Linked DNA regions of Hordeum vulgare: region 2 is linked to region 1. The links are chromatin contacts, called in public Hi-C maps. All regions are on one chromosome and are shown on one strand. Each heading gives the region's core, a stretch centred on a gene start, on an enhancer-like site or on the middle of the called end of the contact. The rest is flanking DNA. Distances are from core to core; before and after follow the strand shown. Region 1 holds the start of LOC123426335 (glutamyl-tRNA(Gln) amidotransferase subunit B, chloroplastic/mitochondrial). Region 2 has its middle 82 kb from the start of LOC123426341.

Region 1 (6,282 bases), core at 144-2,643:
CGTGTATTGTTCTCTTGGAACATCTATTTGCATGAGAAAGTCCTTTACAAGAAGGTATTCTTGTAAGTACTGAGGGAACGACTGTATTAGAATCATGTGTTTAAACATCAGTTTCATATTCGGTTAAGTTGCTGCCTAGTCCTGTTCTGTTCGTTGTAAAGCACTTTGTTGATATTTCTTTCCCTTTCCACCCAACACTGTGTAAGTGATAGGCCTGATAGCAGGATGATGTATTTTTTCTTGCACTGGTTTCATGAACATGCTGCTGGTGCTATTGAGCAGCGTCTGCTTGTTATGTGTACTTTAGAACATCCAGTCTTGTATCTTTGTAGTGCAGTACTTAAGCGTGGACCAAGACGTCATGCTTACTTTCATCAGATGATCTTATATGTCCTTGCTGCTGATAGTCTACATTTAGTTGTGAAGATCAAGTACAAAAGGAACTGGTGGAGGAGCAATGAGAAGTGTTTTGGGGTCATGTTATTTCCTCAGGAGCTCAAGCCATGGGATCTGGTCGAATTCACTTGGAGAAAATTAGCCTGCAAAGGTTTTGCAGCATCAAGCCTTTATTTAGATAGATATAGGAAAAATAGCTCATTTGAATTTATTGGTCTGCGTGGGGTGTAACCTGAAGTTAATCTATATGTTGGATTGAGCCGTGCTTTCAAATATAAGAAGAGGATAATGGACTATCTGATTGAACCTTGGGAGATGTGATGATTTCCACCAAAGTTGGTGAGCCTTTTATATTAGCAACTAATCGTTTTAATTTTCCATCCCAATATACTTGTTTTTAAAGGGCAATAATATTGTTCCCTAACCGTTTCAAAAGTCTGTAGAGCATAATACGCTTCGTCCTAGTTTATTGGCCCCCTTTGTATTTTGTGTCAAATTTTGATCATAAACTTAACTAATAAAATGTCACTGCATGTCAAAAAAAATTATATCGTTGATTCATATTTGAATGATATTACTTCTGCTATGTATAACATATATTTTGTTAGTTAAAATCATGGTCAAAATATGATCCTAAGTAAGATGGGACTAATAAACCAGGTAGTACTCTGCAGAAAAAAGGTTTCAAAAGCTCCGGACGTCTCCAGTTTCTTTGCCACGTATCCTTTGCCCTTTCATGTCAACCATATTTGGAGTCTTTGCCAGTTTTGTTTTTGAGAAAGAACAAGTCTTTGGCAGTTTTTTCTTTTGAGGAGCCTAGAGCGAGGCAGCCAGGGATCTGTGGTCTCAGCTTCTCTCTCTCACTGGGCTGAGTTGGGCTGAGCAGGGAGAGAGAAATGAGTGGGCCAATGTGATCTAAGTCCGAGGCCATGGCCCCCGTTTTCCCGGGGCCCAGCTCTCCCCTGGTGATTGATGATTAGTCTGGGAATGAAAATCATCCTAACAAGCCCTCTCCACTGCCTCTCCTTTCTCCCTTCCGCTGGCGCGCCTTGCTCTGCACCTCCTCGCCGTCGATCTCTGTCTACCGGCGGACCTCCTCGCTGTCGCTGCTGCCGAGGTGCAGCTCCCGTCCCCTCACCTCCCCTCAGCCCATTCCTTCCCCTCCCCTCAGCCCACTCCTTCCCCTCCCCTCAGCCCACTCCTTCCCCTCCCCTAACAAAGGATTCACTCGTATGCCAACTTCGCAATGGCTCATTGGTTACTGACGTAGTTTTTTATTCAAGAAACTTCGTACTAGTAGTGATCTAAACGCTCTTATATTTGTTTACAGAGGGAGTAATAGCTAATTTCGTGAGTACTACTCCCTCCGTTCCAAAATATAAGACCTTTTAGGTATTTCACTAGGAGACTACATACGGAGCAAAATGAGTGAATCTATACTCTAAAATATGTCTATGTACATCCGTATGTAGTTTATAGTACAATCTCTAAAATGTCTTATATTTAGGAACGGAGGGAGTACTCAGCAAATGTTGCGACAATACTGCATTCGTACTAGGTTGAGTATGTCTGACTTTATGGTGGTTTTGTCTTTGGTAAAAAGTTCATAGATTAATTTCAGAGTTACCAGCACCCCAGCAATCAAGTCTGGTACTAATTTCAGAGTTACCAGCATTCCAGCAATCAAGTCTGGTACTAATTTCAGGGTTACCAGCATTCCAGAAACAGTAGGATTGATTATTCTGACTCATCTGGAGAGCAAGTGTAACTTGATTCATCTTTGGTGAGAATCGCCATGGGAGGATTGGGCCGATTTATCATTTGTGTAGCCACCTAAACGCAGCGAAAACAATGCCAGCTAAATTGTGAATTGGTTTCTCATGTTATCCTGAAATCTGTCTGTATTCAAGTTTTTCTTTGTTCTCTTTCATCTTGCAGGCTGTTTGTTGCCCACCCAGTAGATTGTGAATTGCAATAGACGAAACGCACATTGCCCACAATGGCTCTAACGCTCTTACGAGGGATCAGAACGCAAACCTTATTTGGAGCAAATGCAGGCCTGTTCTGTACCACTCGACGTCATCCGCTAGCCCACTTCACAACTAGGGTGGAGAGTGTGCAGACCAGTGAGCCCAAATCAGTGCGCAAATCAATTCAACAAGCCACCAAGGAGGCAGCGGAGCACAAGACACAAGGTTTTGAAGCGGTGATCGGCATTGAGACCCATGTCCAGCTCTCGACCATCACAAAGGCGTTTTGCTCCTGCCCATACGACTATGGATCCCAGCCAAACAGCACTGTTTGCCCCACCTGCATGGGCCACCCCGGGACATTGCCGGTTCTGAACGCAAAGGTTGTTGAATGTGCTGTCAAGCTAGGCCTCGCTCTCAACTGTGAGATTTCCATGACATCCAAGTTTGATCGAAAGCAGTACTTCTATCCAGACCTTCCCAAGGGATACCAGATTTCGCAGTTTGACATTCCGATTGCTGAGAAGGGTTACCTTGATTTGGATATTCCAATGGAGTTTGGTGGTGGTCACAGGCGATTTGGGGTCACGCGGGTTCACATGGAAGAAGATGCTGGCAAGCTGCTTCACTCTGAATCAGGGAGTTTTTCTCAGGTTTCCCTTGTTATTTCCTAACTATGTACTACCTGTTTTCTGTTATATTCTATTCTTCGATGCTCCATGATATGGCCCTGGAATCATGGAAAAGTTGACAATCAGCACAGTGCAACGGTACAATTTCTAAACCGCTGCATTCATAAATGCTAAAGATCAAGTAATACAGAGAATTGTGTTTCTTACACATTTGATGCTAGAGGGGGCATACAATAAGAGGAAACTATACTTTCTGTCATACAGAAGGTAAGTACCAATCTCATATACAACAGAAATTCAAATCCTACACATCATGGGGCAAGAGCAGCTTAACTGCACTTGATGTCAGATCACTGTTTAGATCTTGCCTTTCATCCAAGCAAAGAGGCCTTCTCAAATCTGATACAAGAACATGAGGTTTCGGCAATCTGCAACAAGGTGTCATTACATATGTGGTTATGTGAAAGCATCACGAGACCATGTGCTTGTGCACTAGCACTTGACAGAAAATCATAGATAGAAAGAAGTAATAAAATAGAGCAAATTCAGCATCAAACAATTATGTACTGGCTCGTTGTACTGATAGCTACAAATTTAAAGTGATTAAAGTGGTTGCTATTCTGGTTGGCTAGGTTGACCTAAATAGAGCCGGCGTCCCTTTGCTAGAGATTGTCTCAGAGCCAGATATGAGGACAGGCATAGAGGCTGCTGAGTATGGTGCTGAGATACAAAGGGTTGTTAGATACCTGGGAGTGGGCAATGGCAACATGCAGGAAGGTTCCCTCCGCTGTGATGTGAATGTATCTGTCCGGCCTATTGGACAATCAGAATTCGGTACAAAGGTAACCATCAAAACTTAAGACTTACCCAACTGTTTTTATTCTGTATTAATATATTCCATGCCGACAACATTTCCATCAGTGTTATAATCTGATGATTCGTCAATACACTTATGTCCGGAGCACATGCTAGGCTATTAAAGCCTAGATTTCTTGCAAAGTTATCAGTTTAAACAATAAAATCCCTTTACGATTTTCTATAAAACTGACATTTTATGTTATATAGGGAGAATGAGAAGTTTTTTGGTTAGCCATTTGGTGAGTGCATGAAATACCTCAATTTTTTAGAGGTTCGTTTCTTTGTACAGGAAAAAAAATCACGTATGCTTGTAAAAATTGTAGATATTTTCCCTTATTATCCTGAGTTATTTTTCTTTGCCTTCAAAACATCCTGTCTTGTCGTTGGTTGAATTTACCCTAGATGAAAATCCTTCATGCATGCTGCAATGAATGTCTGTTCGACCAAGCGCGCTCGTATTGTGCAGCGCTGGTCGAATTCATCCTTGATGAGTCTGAAATATGGAAACAGGCAGGGGCTGTTGTCTATGGGAGCTGCGTCTTGATGGCAGCCATGCTTGCTCAGCCTGCGAAAGCTGCAGTTGCAGATGCTTTTTCGAGTCCCCTGTTTTCTCGCATTTCTCTTCTTTTATTAGTTATTCTTTGGCTCCTATTTCTTATATTTTTTCTGGCCTTTTTTTTCGTGCCTTGGACATGTTGTGTTTCCTGCTATTTTGGTGGTCTTCTAGTTACAACATTACAGCGTTCAGATGTGTGTTCGAGATAAATAGATCTTGTCTTATAAGAAGTGGCCAGAGAGTCATGAACTACACCAAATTATGCTGCTAATTCCGTTGGCAGAGATCAGGAAATCTTAGCAACCATGGACATTACAACGGGACCATCTATATCTATATCTATACTCTATACCTACTAATAAAGAAAATAGATATTCTTAGTCCGTCATATGCTATTTTATAAAAAAACCCGTGATGTTTTTGACATTAAACCCGCAGTACATATCAAATCTTTTTTAAAATACTCATAACTTCTAAATCGTAACTCCAAATTTAACATGTTATATATGAATTTTGATTAGAAAAATATGTAGAATCTGAATATGTTGTTATTTTACCTGTTAAGCATTAAAAAAATACTATCTAGGATGCAATCTTAATCAATAATGCATTATCCGTCTTTCTTTCATATCGGCACGGATCCGGATTATGGATGAACATCACAGCAAAATTAGGATTGGAGACGAAATTGAAGATCACTTGCCCCTTTCTTTGTATGTATTAAATCTTCATGCAAGCCGTGTTTAAATAGAAGACTTGTGGAATCTTGAACCGCGTTTTTTAGGCTAAGTTCATCTTTGTTTGGGCCGTAGCTACAAATACTCAGATCATAGACCATTTTTTGTAAATTCAGAGTGTGTGATATTCTTTTCTCCCGTTGCAATGCACGGGCCCTTTTGCTAGTTACTCCCTCCGTCCCAAAATAAGTGTCTCAACTTTGTACTAGCTCTAGTACAAAGTTGTACTAAGCTTGAGACAGTTATTTTGGGACGGAGGGAGTATTTTAAAAGGCGATAACTTCTGAGTTTTTGTAGCTATTGTAAGATGACATTGTGGGATCACATGCTTCTTTTAATTCTAATTTCTGACAGGTTGAAATAAAGAATATGAACTCATTTTCTGAAATAAGTAGGGCAATAGATTATGAGATATCCCGACAGATTCTTCTTCACAAAGAAAGCCAGGCTGACAAAATTGTACAAGAAACCCGTCTATGGGATGAATCTTCTCAGGTTATTGCCTCACCTTGCTGGTTGACTTTTGTTTTCACCTATTGGTCTTTTTCTACCATATTTAAATTCGTTTCATTGTCTGCACTCAGAAAACTTTTACAATGCGGAAAAAGGAGGGACTTGCCGACTACAGATATTTTCCTGAGCCTGATCTTCCTGAAGTTGTTCTGACTAGTGAGTACATTGATGAAATTCGTAATTCAATGCCGGAGCTTCCAGAGGCAAAGCGTAGGCGTTATGAGAACATGGGGCTCAGCATGCAAGATGTTATTTTCCTTGCTAATGACGATATTGTAATTATCTTCTGTATTACTCTTATTTTTACTTTGTCATGGATGTTATGTTACTGAAGTATATTTCAAAGTGTGAGATGTGTATGTTCCTCCCAGGTTGCTCATTTCTTCGATTCTACACTTGAGCGTGGTGCTGATGCAAAGCTGGCTGCTAATTGGATCATGGGTGACATTACGGCTTATCTGAAGAATGAAAAGCTCTCTATTGATGAAATTAAATTAACACCTCTTGAGCTTTCTGAACTGATTGCATTCATAAAGAATGGTACTATCAGTGGGAAGATTGGCAAGGAGGTAACTATTCTTAAGTATTGTTGTTTGTGTGTCACGCCTTTGGGACTTTGA
Region 2 (6,289 bases), core at 474-2,973, 990 kb after region 1:
GCAATTCATGGCACATCACAACAATCGAATACTACACATTAAGTGAAGCTCAATATGCAATGAGTTGCATATTGAACTCATCAACTTTAAATGTTGTTTAAACAGGGAAGAGGTGAAACATAAACAAACTACACTATCTAGGCATTTTAAATGAGGTCGGAAACAACATATAGCATTTTCCGAAATGACCCCACATGCTAATTTTAAAATTGGTCTAGATCTGCACTAAGCACGTTTTATGTTTATTAAACAGCAAAAAAAAAAGTGGACCATGTGATTCTATACGTCATTCTAGTCGATTTACATATATAGATCATCTAATATGGAGCTAGGGTTTAAAAGATATGGGCAACATAAGAGGATATGACATGAATGCAAAATGTATGCAAATGACAGCCACGACATGTTAAAGCACAGATGCAACGATATATTATGAAACTACGTGAGATCCCATGCAAGTTTAAATGAGGCCGAAACAATGAACAACAATTCCAGAAAATCCCCATGTGCAAATTAAGAATCACTAATATTCTGCCTATAACACAATTTTACAGTTGTTAAACAGGAAAATAAATACTACCTTGTTGTCCTACACATTTTTCTAGCCAAGTTACATATGTGGAACATTTTAATCGGAGCTACAATTAATTAATTATGAGACAAACCGTTTAAACATGGCATTGGTGCAAATTAAATTAAAACAGCATGTTAAACATTTTAAACATGGTTGAAAGCTGGATATTATGAAACTACATAAAATTCTAAGCAACTTTCATGTATAAAGTTTTTAAATCCGATGCACGATTATTTTGCTATGAATTAAATCATGTTAATATGTCATCACACAAAACAATGCAAACAACACATTTAAATATTTTTAACACGCATGAAAGTGTAGTATTATTAATCTATGAGAAATTAGACACATTACTCATGTTGAAATCATTTTAATCCGATGTATGGTTAATTAGTTATCATCATTTTAAATCATGGCATTTTGCTGAAATTATGACATGTCATTGATAATTGATAAATTCGCACAACGTAAAAAACATTATCGGGCCGACTCTGCGATCAGGGCCAACAGTGGCATGGGCGATGTATAGTAATTGATGCGTCGGGCAGGGGATTGGGCTAAGGGGCGCTCACCTCGTGGGCTTTGGCCCATGGAGCAGCTCGACGAGGCCGGCTCGGGGGGAGGCGGAGCTCGGCCTCGTACGGAGCTGGGCTGAGGCGGGCGAATGGGCATGGTGAGGACCACGCGGGGTGAGGCGGCGGCTCGCTCTGGCCGGCCCACGCGGCCCACATGCGGGTCAACGCAGGGGCGAGTGGGATTGGGCGATGCACGCTGCGGTGGTCAGGGACGACGCCGACTCCGGCGAGCGGCGCGGTGATGGCACGGCGGACGGCGACGATCCGGAGATGGAGGGCACTCTGGCGACGTGATGTGGCCCGGAACGGGCGGATCTAGTCGGGGCGAGGCGGCAGCTTCACGAACGGCCAAAGCTCGAGGTGCGAAGCAGGGTCGGCATGGCGGCTGACGTGGCTCCGTCCGGCTGCCGGTGTGAAGGCGACAGCAGCGAGGTGCTTCGGCACGGAGCCCCGGTGCAACTGCGGCTCTCCTGCAAGTACCGGCCGCTACATCGACAGGGGATGGGGGCGCGCTAGAGAGAGCTTGGACAGGAGACTTTGCACGCGGCGGCGGCGGCTCAGGCCCCGGATGGGCTCGGGCGGGTCATCCTTGGGCCCGGTTGGGCCTGTTTCAAGGTGGGAGGAGGCTAGCGGCGGCTAAGGCTGGAGAGCGTGGGGATCGAGGGAAATTAGGGTTTAGACTAAAATCGGTAGGGAGGGTTCTATTTATAACAAATTGGTGTTAGGTTTGGCAGTTTATTTTCGTTTTCGAGCCCTTCAGTTGTGATGGAACGGCCCGGTCGTAGGGATAGGTTAGGGGGTTGTTGGTCCGTGTAGAAGGCCTTGGGATGAGATGAGAGGGAGTTAGTGCGGCCCGGCACAAGATTTTTAAAACACCGAATCTTTGATAAATAAACCGATGACGGTGTCGCTACGGTCAATCGTTTTGGTATCAAACGGACTCCGATTGCGATGATATTTGGCAGGCGGCCTACCTACACTAAAACAAGACTGCACGCCAAGTTTCAACCCAATCCGAGAATGTTTTATACACACTTTCAAAAATAATATTTTAACGATGCCGCGGGCGCGGACGTGTGTGGTTGATCTTGAAATGGTCAACGACAAAAACGGAGAGAACCACAACTAATAATGGATGCAAGTTTTTGAAAATGAAGGCAATGGAGTCCTCATACTATGCAGATTATGCGCATGATGCGATGATGAATGCGATAACCAAATAATCAATGGTGACAATGAAATTAAAGGGGAATCTTCTCGAGCGTCAATTCCAGAATGTTACACGGCCTCAACAGCATTCACGGCCTCGTGGAGCTTGTCGGCATACTCAGTGGCCAGCTTCTCGAGTGGAGCTTTGTGCTCCAGCTCCAAGACCTGAACCTGCTTGCCCAGCTCAACCCCAAGCTTATTAGCAAGGTCTTTCTCACGGGCTGCATGCTCTTCTTCGTGGCAGTCGAGGGATATCTTGCGTGCCTTCAGTTCTGCATCCTAGTTGTCGATGTCTTCATCGGCCTCCTTCCACATTTTCTCATCCTCGTCCTGCCGATTGATGAACTCCACCTTGGCCTATTTGAGCACGACCTGCTGGTCGCCGATCTCCTTACGGTTCATGGTGAACCATGTTTGCATTTCGGCATGGAGCGCCTGGAACCTGTCTTCGGTGGCCACGAGAACGGCTTCCCGGGGTCGAGCTTCTACGAACGGCTGACATAGTGTGCTGCCAGCTGTCGGACGCTCTTGCTCAAGGAAACCAGATGGCATGCTCCTTGGCCTCGTCGCTCACGCCGAACGAGTCGACTATCACATCTCTTCCGGGGGTGTCGATCGCCTCGCCCACGGCCACCTCCTCGGAGAAAGCCCTGAGGATGGCGTCACCGGGGAAGTTGACGAATTGCAGGTCGCTCACTCGCACGTAACCGGTTGGAGGTGGCTCCATTGTCGATGACGGACCAACGACATTCCCGCTAATGGCTCTAAGCAAGAAGGACATACCTTCCCCTGATGCTCAGGAAAGAGGGGATCCTCCAACGTCGGGTGCCGTATCCAGGGTCGGCCCCTCTAGGACTTGCTTGTCGTTGTCCCTAGGGTCGCGGCGCGCGCCGCCCTTCTCCACCATGATATTACTGGCTCCTCGGCTGCCTCCTTGGCGAGCCCCTCGACATCGACATCAGCGCCGAGGTCTTCCGATGGTGCCAGATCTTCAGACAAAGACAAGAAAAAATGGACTGGGAAGAAGTTAAAGAAGATAAAAAGAGAAGGAAGAAAACAATGCCGTCAAAATAAAACCAGCATTCCGACTGCACGGGAGCTTACAGATGGTCTCCTGTTGAGGAGGCACCTTGTCTCCTCCGGTGGGGTCTGTCGTCGTCACCTGCTCGTCGGAGGTCCATCTCGTCGACAAGTCCTCGACCAGGACGGTCTTGGTAATAGGGTCCCTCGTCGGGGAGATCCCTTGAGGGGTCGAGCCCTCGCAAGCCACCTCCGGGTGCTCCATCCCCATCGGCAACAGAATGGAGGAGGAGGCGCCGGCAGCATCACCTATGCCTTCCATCGGGTCCTGAGGAGGGGCCTCTTCTCGAGGACTGGGCAGGGAGTCAGGATCCACAATCTCCATCTCGGGCAAAGCGGCCTACTCAGGCGGAATGCTTGTCGCACCCCTGGTGGCGGGTGCACGGCCTCTCCTCTTGGCCATCCTCTACGCCAAGGTCTCCTCATCCCTGCGATTACAGAGCAGGCACCACCTGACCCCTTATCGGGGTGGCAGAGCTTGCCGACTGCCTCGCAAGAAACCGTCGTGTCCGTCGTGGTCGGCCGAAATTCGCGGCACGGTCTTCTTCCTTCTCCTCGTCCTCGACCTCTAGAGGGGGGTACGACGTCCCTCCCGTGCCAGCCCTGTGAAGCATGGGTCCCTCTTGTGGGCGGCGCGGACTGGGGGCTGCTCAAGCTCCGATTCCGTGCCAACCACAACGCCCGCAACCCCGGCACCCTCGATGGCGGTGGGTTCCTCTAACTGGCCCTCGGCTAGCAGTTTGTCATCGCCCTCCCCCTCTTGTTTATTCTCGTCTTCTTCATCGTCGGGCGCGGTGTCCCTCGAAGTGTTGTTGGCGGTGTTCAGACCCGCTTCTACGGCTCCCGGCCCAATGAACTCGCGCGGATCATCGACCCTTCGTCCCTCATGTGCACCTTTACTAGGGTGTCGAACCACGCCTGCACCGCCTCCCTTGTCGTGGCCTACCACGAGGGATCCACCTCGAGTGCATTGCACGGTGGCATCATTTCTAATATCACGTCTAGGCGGCAATTGTTGCAGAGTGGGGCGATAGATGGTGAGAGTACGAACCTCCCCTCCGCACGGAAGAGCTGGTGGCAAAAGAAGGCGAGCTGGATGTAGGTCGGGTCACTGTCGAGCATAGGGCAGATCTGCAAAATGTCGGAAGGCCCGGTATACTACCAGGTGAAGCACTTCCATTCTTGGAGAGGAGCAATGCGCCTAGCGAGAAAATCAAAGCCCACCATCTTTATGGTGATCCCCGCGGCCTTCTGCTAAAGTAGGCGGGTGATCGCTATCTCCACCTTCTCGTCATTCGGGCGACAACATTACATTCATCCTTGCAGAAAGGATTAGACGTTTGGACCTTACAAAAGGGCGGGGGCTCCTTCTCAAGGATATAGCACCAATCCCCTCGCCATTCCTCCCACTTCTTGTGCACAAGGCCGGTGGGATACACTTCCTTGTAGGAAGCTCTGGGAATCTAGGCGATGCTGTCAGAGATGGCATCCTTGCACTCTATACAGGGAAAGAAGAAATGGCGGAAAAGGGAGACGTTGGGGACTATTCCTATGAAGTTTTAACACAAGTGTGCGAAAACAAACATGGTGGTTACCGTGTTTGGCATGAAATCAAGTAGACAGAATCCATAGGTCAACATTAGATCTATGAAGAAAGCACAAAAAGGGGGGACCACCCCGCAGTAGAAGTACGCCGCGAAGAACGTGTGGAATCGATAGAAGATGTGTCTAGAGGGGGGTTGAATAGACTACTTGACAAGATAAAATTCCTAACCTAACCCAAGTTCAAGGAAGGTAGAAATTCAGCAGTTCTAACAAGTCTAGTACACCCTACACAGGATAGTCACCATATATGGCAACGGAAAAGCAAAGACTTTGCACAGGTAAAGGAGTAGAGTTTAGGAGATCAATCGCAGAGAGGTTAACACGGCGATTTTTGGCATGGTTCCAATAGGTGGCGCTATAGTAAGTCCATGTTGTGGAGACTTCAACCCACAGAGGGTAACGGTGGCGAGAGTCCACAGAGGGCTCCACCCACAAGGGGTCCACGAAGAAGCAGTCTTGTCTATTCCACCATGGCTTCTGCCCACGAAGGACTAGGCTTACTCACGGTAGATCTTCACAAAGTAGGCGATCTCCTTGCCCTTACAAACATCTTGGTTCAACTCCACAAAACAAAGTAGGAGGCTCCCAAGCGACACCTAACCAATCTAGGAGGCACCACCCTTCAAAAGGTAATAGATGTGGTAGATCAATGAACTACTTGCTCTTGTGCTTCTTAAGATAGTCTCCTTAACACAAAATCACTCTGTCACAGTATAGGCATGGGTAGGAGAGATTGATTTGGTGGAAAGCAGTTTGGGGAGGCTAGAGATCAAGATTCAAATGTTTGGATTGGAATATCTTGGTCTCAACACATGAGTAGGTGGTTCTCTCTCAGAAAATGAATCTGGCAATGAAGTGTGTGTTCTGAGTGCTTCTCCCACGAGTGAGAGGTGGGTGAAGGGGTATATATAGGCAGCACACAAAGTCCAACCGTTACACCTAAAGTGGCAAACTTAGTGACACTGAAGTCATAAACTCGGTGGTACCGATTCACACAAAGGCAGTAACTTTTGAATCTCGATGGGACTGATATACACAACTCAGTGGCACCAAAAAGGTGGTTAACAATGAGATGGACAAACTTGGTGGCACCGATACTCAAACTCGATAATTCCAATTTTGTGTACCGAGGCAACAGAAAGTTGTTCGCCCTGAACTCGGTAGCACCGATATGGATTCGGTTGCACAGGTTTGGTGGGAATGCCTAGGGTTTCTGTCTGAGGTCAAACTCGGTGGGTCCGAA

Evidence for each region. A called contact is a pair of places that touch in the nucleus more often than the background predicts.
Region 2: a contact with region 1 is called in a Hi-C map of leaf, with 4 times the contacts expected there. The contact joins the enhancer-like site here to the promoter of LOC123426335 in region 1. A contact is called at or near these places in 2 of 6 Hi-C or Micro-C datasets (leaf and seedling).

Annotation. Positions count from the first base shown.
Region 1 is chr2H:376,259,364-376,265,645 of MorexV3_pseudomolecules_assembly, forward strand. LOC123426335 (glutamyl-tRNA(Gln) amidotransferase subunit B, chloroplastic/mitochondrial) reads left to right here and starts at 1,394. Exons shown (of 10, transcript XR_006622168.1): 1 at 1,394-1,513; 2 at 2,335-3,019; 3 at 3,631-3,840; 4 at 5,504-5,644; 5 at 5,734-5,937; 6 at 6,034-6,231. It overlaps LOC123426334 (nuclear receptor coactivator 6-like), which reads left to right. Exons shown (of 5, transcript XM_045110143.1): 5 at 1-692.
Region 2 is chr2H:377,248,043-377,254,331 of MorexV3_pseudomolecules_assembly, forward strand. No RefSeq gene overlaps it. Among protein-coding and RNA genes, the nearest start is that of LOC123426341, 82 kb to the right of the region's middle. Within about 2 kb of position 1,724, at least 3 of the 3 cell types and tissues checked have open chromatin away from gene starts, as enhancers often do. A contact at or near this core is called in leaf and seedling, where this site is marked.